2 separate regions of the Hordeum vulgare genome follow, and region 1 is linked to region 2. A link is a contact called in public Hi-C data. All regions are on one chromosome and are shown on one strand. Each heading gives the region's core, a stretch centred on a gene start, on an enhancer-like site or on the middle of the called end of the contact. The rest is flanking DNA. Distances are from core to core; before and after follow the strand shown. Region 1 holds the start of LOC123440609 (SKP1-like protein 4). Region 2 has its middle 5.9 kb from the start of LOC123439374.

Evidence for each region. Hi-C and Micro-C count contacts between places; a contact is called where the count stands out from the background.
Region 1: a contact with region 2 is called in a Hi-C map of leaf, with 5 times the contacts expected there. The contact joins the promoter of LOC123440609 here to the enhancer-like site in region 2. A contact is called at or near these places in 2 of 6 Hi-C or Micro-C datasets (leaf and seedling).

The regions. Positions count from the first base shown.
Region 1 is chr3H:25,828,112-25,834,970 of MorexV3_pseudomolecules_assembly, forward strand. It overlaps LOC123440609 (SKP1-like protein 4), which reads left to right and starts at 1,709. Exons shown (of 1, transcript XM_045117173.1): 1 at 1,709-2,218. The coding sequence starts at 1,709. The coding sequence ends at 2,218.
Region 2 is chr3H:25,424,178-25,430,743 of MorexV3_pseudomolecules_assembly, forward strand. No RefSeq gene overlaps it. Among protein-coding and RNA genes, the nearest start is that of LOC123439374, 5.9 kb to the right of the region's middle. Within about 2 kb of position 4,129, at least 1 of the 3 cell types and tissues checked has open chromatin away from gene starts, as enhancers often do. A contact at or near this core is called in leaf, where this site is marked.

The sequences.
Region 1 (6,859 bases), core at 459-2,958, 400 kb after region 2:
TCAAGATTGAAGGCACCCCATCTATTAAAGTGTTCTAAACAGTTTGCATATGTGTAGGTGTGGTTTACTTAGTGCCTTCTCGTTCCGTCCTCACCACCATCGATCACCCGTGTCGTCCCGTCGCCGAAACCACCTTGGTGAGCCACTTGTTTTTATTTTCTTTGTAAAAAAAATCTAATTTGTACGATTTAGATAGTTACTTGTATAATTTTCTTACTTATATGATTCTTTTATATATATAATGCCATGGTTTTGATATACGTGCCCGTCGTCCCTCGTCCGGTTTATGATTTAGATTTGATATATTATCTTTTATAACTATTTATTTCATTTCATGTTTATCACAATTATGCCCATCAAGTTCATATAAATATTTTTATCTAGGAGGTACGTGAACCGTAAATTACAACCGACCCTCTTGTCGAGAACTTAAATTTATTTTAAAAATAAAATGATTATTTGAATTTTTTTTTGAAAAGAATTGAAGAAGAGAAAATGAAATTTGATTAGAAAAATATGTAGAATCTAAATATGATGATATTTTACCTGTTAATCATTTAAAAGTACTATCTAGGGTGCAATCTTAATCAATAATGAATTATCTATTTTTCTTTCATACCGGATCCGGATTGGGATGAACACCTCAACAACATCAGGATTGAAGATCACTTGTCCGTTATCTTTGTACTATTAAATATACAAGCAAGTCATGTTGAAATAGAAGACCTTTGAAATCTTAAACTGTGATTTTGTAGGTTAAGATCATCTTCGTTTGGGCAGTAGCTATAAATTCTGAGATTATAGACATTTTTTATAAGTTAAGAGCGTGTGATATTCTTTTCGTTCGACTGTTGCAACGCACGGACCCTTTTAATAATACAACATAATTTTTTACATGTGATCAACCTACCATCTCTAACTTGATTTGTATTACTTGGGCACAATTAATAATACTATTGCAAGAAGGGTGTTCAACATTTTTATAATAAATATTTTGATTGTTTTCATAAACCTTGCCCATATTTCATTTACATATGAAAACAATTGCTACAGTAGTGTGCCGGCCCGATTTTTGTCCATTCTTCCTTTCGCTGTTTTCGACGGAGAAGATTGGTCGTGGTGGTTTATGTACAGATTTGTTCGGGTGATTTGTTTTTGATTTCCTTTTCCTATTTCCTCACCGGTTTCCTTCAGCCTTCTATTTTTCTTTGTTTTTTTACCGGTTTTATTTGTTTCTTCCATGGTTTTTACTAGTTCTGTTTCCTTAGTCCATCTTTGTTTTCTTTTTCATGTTTTGGTTTGGTTTTGCTTTGCTTTTCTTTCATGGGGGATCCCCATTATGGACGCTGCTTGAGGGGAGGCTGCCCTAGGTCTAGGTTCACAATAAGCGAGACATAAAAGGGAAGCTCAATAAAAAGATGATGTACGTATCTTGTCCGGCCCACTTTGTCAGACGGGCAGAGATATTGGTTATGCTTAGGGTGGGTTATCGGGCCGGTGCGTGGGCCGGGCCGGTTGTCAGAAAAAGATACAAATTCGGATTAATGAAGAATCAACCCTGAAAAAGAGCCGCCGCCGTCTCTTCTCATCTAGGAGTATATATTGAATCATTGGAGCGCCGCGTCTCCCATCGCTGGATCAATCGAAAGAAAGAAAGACCTAGCTGCTAGTTGGACAGGAGCGAGAGGTACATAGATCGTAGATCGTGATGGCGACAACAACTAGCAGCAGCAGCGGCGAGACGGCGGTGACCCTCCGCAGCTCGGACGGCGAGGAGATGGTGGTCGAGGCGGACACGATGGCGGCGGCGTCGGTGCTGATCAAGAACATGCTGGAGGACGGCCTCGCCGGCGACGTGATCCCGCTGCCCGAGGTGAAGGGCCGCATCCTGGCCCGCGTCGTCGACTACTGCAACCGGCACTACGCCGACGGCGCCGAGGCGCACGTGAGCAGCACCTTCTCGTCGGGCGACCCCGAGCTGGACCGCTTCGACGCCGACTTGGTGAGCGGCATCGACCAGGACACGCTCTTCGACCTCCTCATCGCCGCCAACTACCTCGAGGTGCAGGGCCTCCTCGACCTGACGTGCAAGACGGTGGCCGGCCAGCTCGTCGGCAAGACGGTGGAGGACATGCGCAACCACTTCAACATCGTAAACGACTACACAAAGGAGGAGGAGGAGGAGGTCCGCACTCAAAATGCATGGGCCTTCGAGTAGACGCACAAATCACTGCCCAATCACTTTTCTTTTGCTTTTCAGGATTTATTAGCATTGATAGTTTCATATACTACACGTTTTAATGGGAGCGATTATATGTCAGTCACCTGGAATAAATAAAATTATTTTCGGATAAGCCAACTGTTAGGCTCCGGTCAGCCGGCCCAAACTTTCCACCGGTCGCATCTTCCCTGGACGATTGAAACAGAACCATACCGTCAGATCCGAGGCTCTATTCCTTCAATCCCGCATCGCGTGCACGTCCCCCGCATCTAATTCCGGATCGCGTGCATGGGGCAGAGCACAGAGTCCTCGCCATGGCCGATGCGTCTCCTACATTAGGTACCGGGTTCATCGGCGTTGGTGTTAGTCGCTAATTCAAAACACGGCGAGGGCTCAATGACAATGCTTGCGGCTCTAGGGCGATGGTTCAATGTGCATGTTTGCATGATCTATCCACCGCCTCCTCGTCCGTTGATCTTGCTCTACTTGACGGATTAGATCATGCCCGGCGTCAATGGAGCATAAATCTAGCGAGACCGTTTTCTGAAACTGGAGCGTTGTTTTAGGAAACGATCCTGAAGTTGGGCACGCTCGTGCTCACTCGAAGGAGGAGGCGGCTGCCGGATGTGGGAGGGCGACGGCGCGGCCGCTCGCCCCCGACTTCGGCCGGCCCACCGCTCCCGACGTCGGCCGCTCCAGCCGCAGTCCCCCCGCCACATCGTCGGCCGGCCCTCCCCTACCCCCCACCACCGCGCCACCAGTCGCTCGCCTCTAACGCCGGCGGCCCAATGCACGCCGCTGCCAGCCGCTCCCGTCGCCAGACCCTCCGCCCCCGATGTCGGCCAGCCCTTCCCTTCCCCCCACCCTCCCCCACCCCCCACGCCGCCATCCGCTCGGCCCCGACGTCGGCCGGCCCTCCGCACGTGGCAAGCCGCACTACGAAGGGGTGCAAAAAAAATTGCAACCTGACTTTTGTTGTAAAAGTTTTCTGCAACATGACCTTTGTTGTAAAATTTTCTTCCGCAACAGTACTTATGTTACAAAAAGACGGACGAATTTTTTTTTTCTGCAACAAAGCGAATGTTTCTGAAACTCGACCGTTGTTTCAGGAATTAATGGGTCCAAAATTTATTTTTTGCAACAAAGCAATTGTTTCTGTAACTCGATCGTCGATTCAGGAATCACTCGGTGCCCGACCAGAGCCCCGCACGCGGATCGGACGGCGCTCGTGTAGATCGGACGGTTGTCCAGGTGACGGATGTTTACTACACATCCGTCGATGAACGCGTAGCAGCCCCCTAGTTATAAATCTTTTATGCAAAAAAAAAGAAACACTTTATCTATAGAGGCCTGCTATGCGTTTGCCGGCTGATCCTAACACATGCCTTGTTGAGAAAACTTCTTGCAAATTTGTTTGCAACACATGTCTTGTTACAGTTTTTTTTGCCAACAAATATCTTATTGCAGATTCTTCATAAAAATTTTTGCAACAACCTTCTTGTTGCAGATTTTTTTTCTTTGCAACAAACTACTTGTTGTAGAATTATTTTTACAAAACAAAGTTGTGTCGCATACCGTCAAAATTTGCAACAACATCGTTGTTGTTGAAACAGGTGCCTGCACTTGCCTTAGTGTTGAAGACACGTGACGGGCAAAAGACGACGCAGACACACCAAACTTATCAGCCGGCTGAGGGCAATCATTTTCCTTACCTATACCGATATATAAGTTGCATGTTCTTAAAATTCGGATAAGTGGATTTGCTCACTGTTGATTCTTTTCTAAGAGTAATAATGTTTTTCCCTGGTGCTGTTTCATAAGTTCTTGGGCGAATTTTCAAACCTACCCTTATTTGGGCCTTGAAGCATGTTACCCATTGCATGTCTTTTTCTTCTTAGTTTTTTGTATTTTCTTCTTCTTCTTTTAGTTGCTCTTTTCTTTATGGTATTTTTAGGATGTTGGATGAGTGTAAATATCTACACACAGCTACAACAATACCTGTGCAAATTATACTAGAGTGAAAAAATGATATTATTATATGCTTATTCATTACATATTACGACAATGCAATTTCAGTGCAAGATGTGTGCAATTATTATATTTTATTTTTTAAAAGATTAATAAAAATACTACTAATTCATTCTTTCAAAAAACCATTTTTTGATATTGCTTTAGTTTTCTACTTTATCTTGTTTTTTCTTTAAGGGTAATAGTAGTGTCACTAATTCATTATTTCTTAGATTTGTCTTTTTGGAAAATTCCAATATATGATTGTCCTTGTATTTTTATAAAGAAAACGCAATTCATGTTAAAATTTTGTGCATATTTTTTCACAATTTGTGTTTTATTTTCTTCTTCTTAATGGGTAATAACAATGCCACCAAATCTTTGTTTCTTAGGAAATGTTGCTTTTAATATTTATTGTGTGTAAATATATACGCTAGTATATTATACAATATGCATGTAAATTATAAATTACACTATTATATATTACAAAATACATAATTTCAATGCAAAGTTGTGTGCAAATGTTTTTCTTGTTCTTCTTTATGGTTAATACCAATGCCAGTAATTCTTTCTTTCTTGTAAAACTTTATTATTTTAATTTTATTTTATTTTGTTTTATTTTTTTTCTTCTTTAGGCCTTGTTTGGTACTAGTGTTTTTGAGGGGATTGGTGGAGATAATCCCCCAAGGGATTGGGTGAAACCCCAACCTTCACCCAATCCCTTCAAATCCCCAGTTATCCCCAATACACTAGGTAGGGATAGTGTATTGGGTATTGAGAAAAATGCATTATAATTTGGGGATTTGAGGGAAAATGTGGGGATGAAACATGTGTTAGAGCATATATCTCCATATGTGGTTTTGGTAATTAATGACAATCCCTATGGGCTAATGGTTGCCTTAAGTTATATTTATAGGATCTGTCCATAGGCACTTCTTGAAGTCCATCTATTGGGTTCAAGGAGTTTATATGATGACCAAGACGGTATTCAAGGTATTATTCAAAGAATGGTCATAGAGACACTAGGTTGATCAAGATCTCAGACAAAGAGTAAATCAAGATGATCAACACACAAAGCGTATAAGATGTACCGTGAGGGATCAAGTGATCCCATGGTATGGTAAGCATTGTCCATTACGTGTTTGTGTACTAACCCATGGTCTTTGTGAGAGTCTTATGTGGGGGTTAGGTGTGCTTCCATGGGCTTGCGTCAAAAGGAAGATCTCATACAACCCATGAAGGAAGACGTCAAGTGGTGATCGTCATCAACATTGTGGTGTGCAAGTTCAAGTGGATCAACACGAATATATCACTGAAACTATCGTTAATGATCATGTGTTGATAAGGACAAGCTCATGTGCTAACAAGGACAAGATCAAGATAAGCATTCCTGAGCACTACATGCTTGATTCTTGTGGATGTTCACATGGTGAACAAATGAAGATGAATACATAAACTAGGCTTTCCACATTGTGTATGGGAGAGCTGCTTGAAGACTTCATCATGTCTTGCTTTCAACTTGAGCCAAGAAGGAACAACAACATCAAGCTCAAGTGAAAGGGCTAACTCAAAGGTATCAGTTCCTTTGACGTTAGTGGTGCGGAATGATGATCAGCGAATAAAAGTATACACTCAAGTATGGATCATGAGTACCCCTTTTATGATTCTTGAGTCTTTAGGGATCCCGCACTATTAAGAGGGGATCACAGGTTTTGCGATGAACTTGCTCAAACTACATCTCCACTGTTCTGCTCATACCACATCTCCACTGATCTGTTGTTATCTGAAAACAGAACCAGTGCCTCGGACATCCGGCTTCCTCCGGACGTCCGAGGGTCGGACGACCGACTGCTTCGGAAATCCGGAATCCTATACCAGAGAAATCAGAGCCATATAACTCGGACTTCCGGCTCCCTCCGAACGTCCGAGGCCCGGATATCCGACCAGCTTCGGAATTCCGGAACTATGCACCAGAGAAACTTGAGCCATATAACTCGGACTTCCGGCTCCCTCCGGACGTCCGAGGGCCGGTCAAGGGTCGGACGACCGACAGGCTTCGGAAATCCGGAGCCCTGCACCAGAAGAACTTGAGCCCTATAAATCGGATTTCCGGCCTTCTCCAGACGTCCGGTCGCTGTTCAATTCACAGTATTTTCAGTGATATCTACAGGCTCCGGACGACCGACACCTGTCGGACGTCCGACCCCTCGTGGACGCCCGGACTTCCGGAAACTGTCGGACGTCCGGACCCTGTGTGACTTAAAGTGTCCCCAACGGTTGTTTTTCTCTCCCCACTATAAATACCCCCCTCCCACTTCGTGAGAGGGTAGTCCAACACAGCCTTATCCTCATAAGAACACACTTCTACCTCACACACATTTGCTCACACCAAATCTTAGATCCCAAGAGCATTTGTGAGCCCCTTTGAGAGTTGTTCCAATCAAAAGATAGATCGTCTCCCTCTCCTCCTCTCAACCCAAGCTATTTGAGATTTGAGCATTCCCCGTGATCTTTTTACTCTTGGAGGTTGGAGACTCCTAGGCGGTAGGATTTCTTCGGAGAGGAATCAATCCGTGTGATTACCCCCCGGAAAAGTTTGTGAGGGTTTGGAAGCCACCTCAAAGGCTTACC
Region 2 (6,566 bases), core at 2,879-5,378:
ACGGCATCTCGCGCTGTTTATTTGGTATGCCCACTCACGCATGCAGAAAACTCTAGGCTGCTGCACATGGGGTTACTGGAAGCGCGACATCTGTTGGAGATGCTCTGGCCCCGCACATTGAAACTGCTATAGTGGCGCGGTAAAACTTTGATATGGCGTGAAATTTTTATGCGGCTGTTGAAGATGCTTTAAGAAGTGTTGTTGCGTGCTGTTGAGCGCGTCACTTGAAGAACTATGTAGAATGCAGAATCAGGGCAATCTTTTTTTTAAAGATTTTTTTTAAAACATTTTTTATAAATCCCTAGCATTTCCTTAAAATCTCAATTAATTTTAGTTCAGAGAGAAAATTTATTACCTGGAACATTTTCCAAATTCCGCACAATTTTAGAAAATCACGAACATATTTTCAAAATCCTGAAAACAATATTTTAATAAAGATTAAAAACATAAATGTTTTTAAATTTCAAAAGAAATATTATAGTTAATTCACGTATTTTTTTGGAATTTAAGAAAAAATATGACAACAAGAAAATTTGAACAATTTTTTCCAAACTTCAACGTTCTATAAAAATGTGGACAATTTCTAGAAAAGTAAACATATCTTGAAATTCCAGTTTTTAGAAAAAACTATGTGTACATTTATTCAGTTTTGAGATATATTTGTAAACGTAAATATTTATTAAACTCAGAACAATATTTGAAAACAATCTATTAAAGTAATGAATGAAACATAAAAATTAACATTTTCTGAAATTATGAACAAGTTTATAAAAAGGTGAACAGTGATTGACATTTCCAAAAACATCAAAACTCGAACATTTCTTAAAAAAGGAAATGAATCTCGAAAGAGAAAAAAGAAACGGAAAAAGGAAAAAAAAAAGAGTAACAGAAATAGTAAACGGAAAAAAGGAAAGGAATGAAAAAAACAAAAAAATTACTCTTTTTCAGAGATAATAAAATAAAACTGAAAAGCCGCTAAAAGGAAAATCAAACAAACTTGACGACATAGTTCCTACACTTCCTGCAGAAATGGTATTCCAAACGCGTTGCTCGGCCTTCACGTATACTATTTTTCCTTTAAATATTTATTAAATGTTTTTTAAGAATTTTTTAAACTAGTTTTCAATTCAATCCCTTTTATATTTATTAATTATATTAAAAACTTGAAATAACAGTTTTAACTACCTGTTCAGTTTATAGTTTTAAATACTTGAAATAACAATTTTAAGTACATGCTCAAACTAAAAAATCTATTATGGATGTCTATCTGCCCACCTACTGGGAAAAGTTTGGGTCATTTGAAGGATGTCAACATTGGGTGCTCGGGTAGGTCACAATGCTCCGTTTGAGAGCACATTGTTCATAGACAAGGACCCTAATTTTGTCATTGCTTGTATGATTACTTAAACGCACCATGCCAATCTGTTTGGAGGTTCTACAAATTGTACATTTTCTAGAGTTTTATTGGTAAAAAAACATCGATAAATGCCCGGATGTGTCGCACTTGCATATGATGTCCGAAATCATTCAAACCTGGTATGTATGACTATAAGGAGCGTGCCCACCTGCTTACAAATGTTGTGATAATTTTAAAAATGTAAAAATAAACTATTTTGAATGAAGGGTGTTCGGGTAGGATAGAAAGCTACGTTTGAGAGCATGTTGTTTTGTCTACAATTTATAACATCAAATTATGTATGAAATTTTCATAAACTTCCACATATTTTCCAAAATTGTGAACAACTTCCCAACAATTGATGTTTAATAAAAGTTTCGAACCATATACTTATATAAAAAAGATATCAATGTTTCTTGAAGTCCAAACATTTTTTAATTAAAACACAAAAACATTTTAAATTTGTAAAAAATATTTGAAGGGAAGAATATATTTTTGTTTTCCTAAGAATATTTGAAAATTTAGAACATATTTCAGAATAAATAATAAACTTCAGAAAGAAAAAAAGGCATTAACGAAAAAAGAAAAAAGCAGATAAAACTCTTACATATTGGACCAACAAGGCGATGATATCGCTTCCATCACGTGCGTGTTAGGCCGACCCAAGCATTTGTGGATTTCAAAAAAGTTCATCTATTTTTTCCTAATTTTTTGTAACAACTAATCTACCTATTAGGGAAATGTTTCTCTAATTGGTGAATTTTTTGGAACAAAATTTTACTTATTCGAAACAATAATAACTTGTGTAAACAAATTGTTAAAAGTAGCAGATTTTAGAAAAGTTCAATTCAAAAGTTGCAAACAAAATTCTATTAACTGAAAAGGATTCAAAAATTTCAGAAAACAATGAAAGCACGAAATATGATGAAATACCATTTTGCTACTCTTTGCGACAAAGTGTGGCTCATTCGCACAACGCAAGCGACATAGCAAACAGGATAGGCCAGCCCAATTATGAGATAAACACATATGCTAATGTATCCATTTTTTCATGAATCTGTTTTCACTGGTGTTTGGTTTTCTGTTTATTTTTGTGCTTAGCTTTTCTTCAAATTTCTATGTTTCGTTAATTTCTTTTTTTCAAGTTGTTTTCCTATTTTCTTTTTTTCATAAATTTAATCCTTTAAAAATGTCAGGATTCCCAAATTTTGTTCACGTCTTGAAAGCAGAGATTGGAACTTTAAATTATTTTCTTGTAACATGTTAAAAACTCAGAAAAGTTCCCACCTCTTTAGAAAATGTGTGTGGTTTACAAATTGTTCGAGAATTTCAAAATAGTTCATGTTTTCCAAAATTGATAATTTTTATTTAAAGAAAAAGTTCACTACAGTACCCACTAGTTTTCAAAGTTATTCATGTTTTTCAAAAAATGTTCACATAACTGATAAATGTCCAAAGTTCAAGAAATATTTGGTGTTTTATATAAATCTTTCCTACATTACGTCCTATTCTGTAAATTTTGTTTGTGTTTCAAAAAAGGTCCGCGTTTAAAAACTGCTAAAAATTCGAAATTAAGTTGGAGATTTTCAAAAAATATTTGGTTTGTTTTTTTCACAATTTCTGCAAAACATTCACGTTTTAAAAAGTATTCACTATCTCAGAAAAAGTGTTTCAGTTTTGTTCACGAATCGGGCGCTGCTAATAGGCTTTTTAATAGGTTGTGCTGCCTAAATAATCACAAGTGCTTATTAGTCCTTGTGTTTATTAGCTTGCTCATTGTAGTAGGAGGTCCCGTGTTTGTATCCTTGCCTAGTAATATTATTTTTGCTTTATATTTCACTGAATGAACTGGTCATACAGGCATACATCATCCGCCAATGCGCCGGGCCATCATGGTGTACACATGCGGTGGGGGTGACATATATCTTAAAAAGACAATCCTACTCTTTATAGGAAGGTTAAACCGAAACAACAGTGTTACTCAACTTCATCGTAAAATGCGTGATTGACATACTCAACTGCAGTTCCAGGATGACTTGATTGAGCACATGTGGACTTACATTGACAACCAATATATGTGTCGGATCATTTACGTTTCATCTATTCAAGACAATTTCGATTGGGTTGTAAAACTATTTGATTATGTTTTTATTCAGACATGAAACTATTTTATTTGCAAAACTATTTGCAGTGTTTAATTTATTTGCTTATTTGCATAATCCTATGGCCTTTCTTCGGCTGTGGCGGACCAGATGGGGCAGCGCGTTGGGCGCTTCCGAGAAAACAGCAAGGCCTCGCCCCGTTGCTATACTCAAATGGACAAAATCCGAAAAACAGACGTTCGTTTGGAGTCGGACGTTGGAGTTGGCCTAATGAATGAAGTGATCAAATTGTTGATTTTTCTTAGTTTGCAACGGAACCTCGCCAAATATGAACATTGAGAAGATGATGACAATGGTACGTCAAGACTATTCATCGTCTTAGGAAAACTATGGAGGGTGTCCTATTTGTTCGCAGGCTCGTTCGGTTGTCCGAAATCCCACAAATTAACTAGACGCAAACTAGGGTGAGCTTTGTGGGCATCCGAACCACAATCACGTCCGCGTCTGGTACCCCGGTCCCTCCAGAATACAGCTCCCATGTCAATCCAGAGCGTCACATTCGTGCCTATCCAAATCAGACGCGATTGATCACTAGAGCCGGCATTATCAATGCCCTGAAAGAGAGCGCCGTCCGTGCCACTTTTCGGTCTCCACCCCTATGCAATACCGAAGGGATGTGGCTAGAAGGGACAGGACAACTTCACCATCGCTCAAACTGGTTGCATGTGTGGTTCGTCTACCGGCATTAAACAGACGCGATGATTAAGAAACCGACTCCGACGTTAATAACGCAGCTCGCCTTAAGGACTAGCCCGCGCTCCGTGATATTTATACATGACGACACTGCACCGCTCCATGCCTGCCTGCTTACATTGTTTCTCTATGCACTACCGCGTCCATGACCCCGAGCTCTAAAGCTGAAGCAAGAGTTGGCCGGCTGTCGTGCACGATGAAACGACCGGCTTGCCGGCTAGCTCACTGGAGGTGACCAAGAACGACCAGATGATATCATAGAGGTGGAGAGCGAGGAGGACCGGCTAGCTCATCGTGTACAACGTTGATCCGGCGTTTACTCCCGTGCCGGTCCATCCTTGATTCACTGCCCATATGAAATGCAGCACCAAGAGGATAATTAATAATATCGCATATAGTGTGCGAGCAATGCTTCAAGTTTTTTTCTCTATTCATCTATAGGTTCCTGGTTTTAATATCTGAAAGGCCAATCTTATTGGTGGAATTACTACTACGTTCATATAATTTTTTAACTGTGACAAGCTCCAGTGAGTAAACAGTATGGTTAATGTTCGTATGAACATGCATGTAAATTTATTTTTTAAATATGAAACCATTTTTCATGACAAATCCAATTGTACAATTAAAAGTGATGTTATGGTTTATAATATATTCATATCATGGTTATGAATTCATATATGTAAAATGTTTAGAAAGGATTTTCTTTTTTAAAAGTTATGAGCCATTCCAAATGATATAAGAAAAAGAAAGTGTACATCTTTCGTTGAAGAGAGAATCTTGTTTGCATTCATCGCTTCTCTCCTCTGTCACACTCTCACATAATATTAAAAAATGCAATTACGGACTCCTCCTTATTTGTACCGATGGATATTCATTTGACATTTTATACAAAGAAAAAGACGTGCCCGTAGCGCTTAATTTGTCATTTTCGACAATGATAGGCAGAAGAATACGAAATAGGTATGTGATAAGAGGGAATTTATGCCTGATGAACAGTATGCTACAATAGTGTAGTACAACCACATGCGAGTTCTGTTATATGTTTCCTAATTTTGCATTTGGAAAACTGCATGTTTATCCTATATATGTGTATGGATGAAGTGAATTGTTGACTTTTCTTAGTTTGGAACCAAACATCGCCAAATATGGACATTGAGAAGATGATGACAATGGTACGTCAAGACTATTCATCGACATATACATGGAAACGTATGGAGGGCGACTATTAATTAAAACGCCACAGACCGAGCTATTCGGACGTAGTTGTCATCCAACGTGGTGCCTTATTTGTCTGGGGCTCGTCCGATTGTCCGAAATTTTGCAAACCTAATGCAAACTACGGTGAGCTTTGAGGTCGTCCGAAACATTGCCACGCACGGTACCCCGGTCCCTCCCAAAAACACCTCCCATGACAGCGCCCTGTCCTACACACACCTTCGTTTTCTGTACCACATTCATGTCAGTCTAGAACGCCATATATGTGCCTGTCTAGAGTGGACACGACTGGTCACTAGAGTCGGCATTAGCGGCGTGCTGGTAGAGAATGCCGCACATGCCCCTTTCCGGTCTCCACCCCTATTCAATTCCAGAGGGATGTAGCTAGGAGGGATGGGATGACTTCAGCATCACTCAAGCTGGCTGTACGTTGGCCCACCTACCGGCATTAAACAAGCACGACGACCACGAAACGAACACCGACACCTACATTGACACAGCCCAACCGTATGGCCTGGCCGGCGCTCCCTGTTTATACGTGGCCGCATTGCACCGCTCCATGTATGCTTTCGTTGTTTTACCTCGTCCATGACCCCGAGCTCTAGAGCGATGTGGAAGAGCATTTCGATGAAGCAAAAGAATGAGTTGGCCATTTGTCATGCACGATGAAAAAAGGCCGCCTTGCCGGCTAGCTCACTGAAGGTGAGCAAAGATTGTCGGATGATATCTGAGAGGTGGTGAGCGAGGAGGACCGGCTAGCTCATCATGTACAATGATGATCCGAGGTCCCCCTCCCGTGCTAGTCCATCCTGGATTCACCATGCTTCTCATATGAAATACCGCACCAAGAGGATAAAAATACCGCATATAGTGTTTGGTACATTATTCCTATTCTTGAAAAGTGTTTCATAAAACGTACTCGTTCAAAAAATGTGAAAACTTCAAAATTAAGTTTGAGATTTTCAAAAAAATGTCCGATTTTGTTTTTTTCACAATTTAAAAAAATATTCACGTAAAAAAAATATTCATTATTTCAGAAAGAATGTTTCAGTTTTGTTCTCGGGATCTGACGCTGCTAATAGCCTTTTTAATAGGTTGTG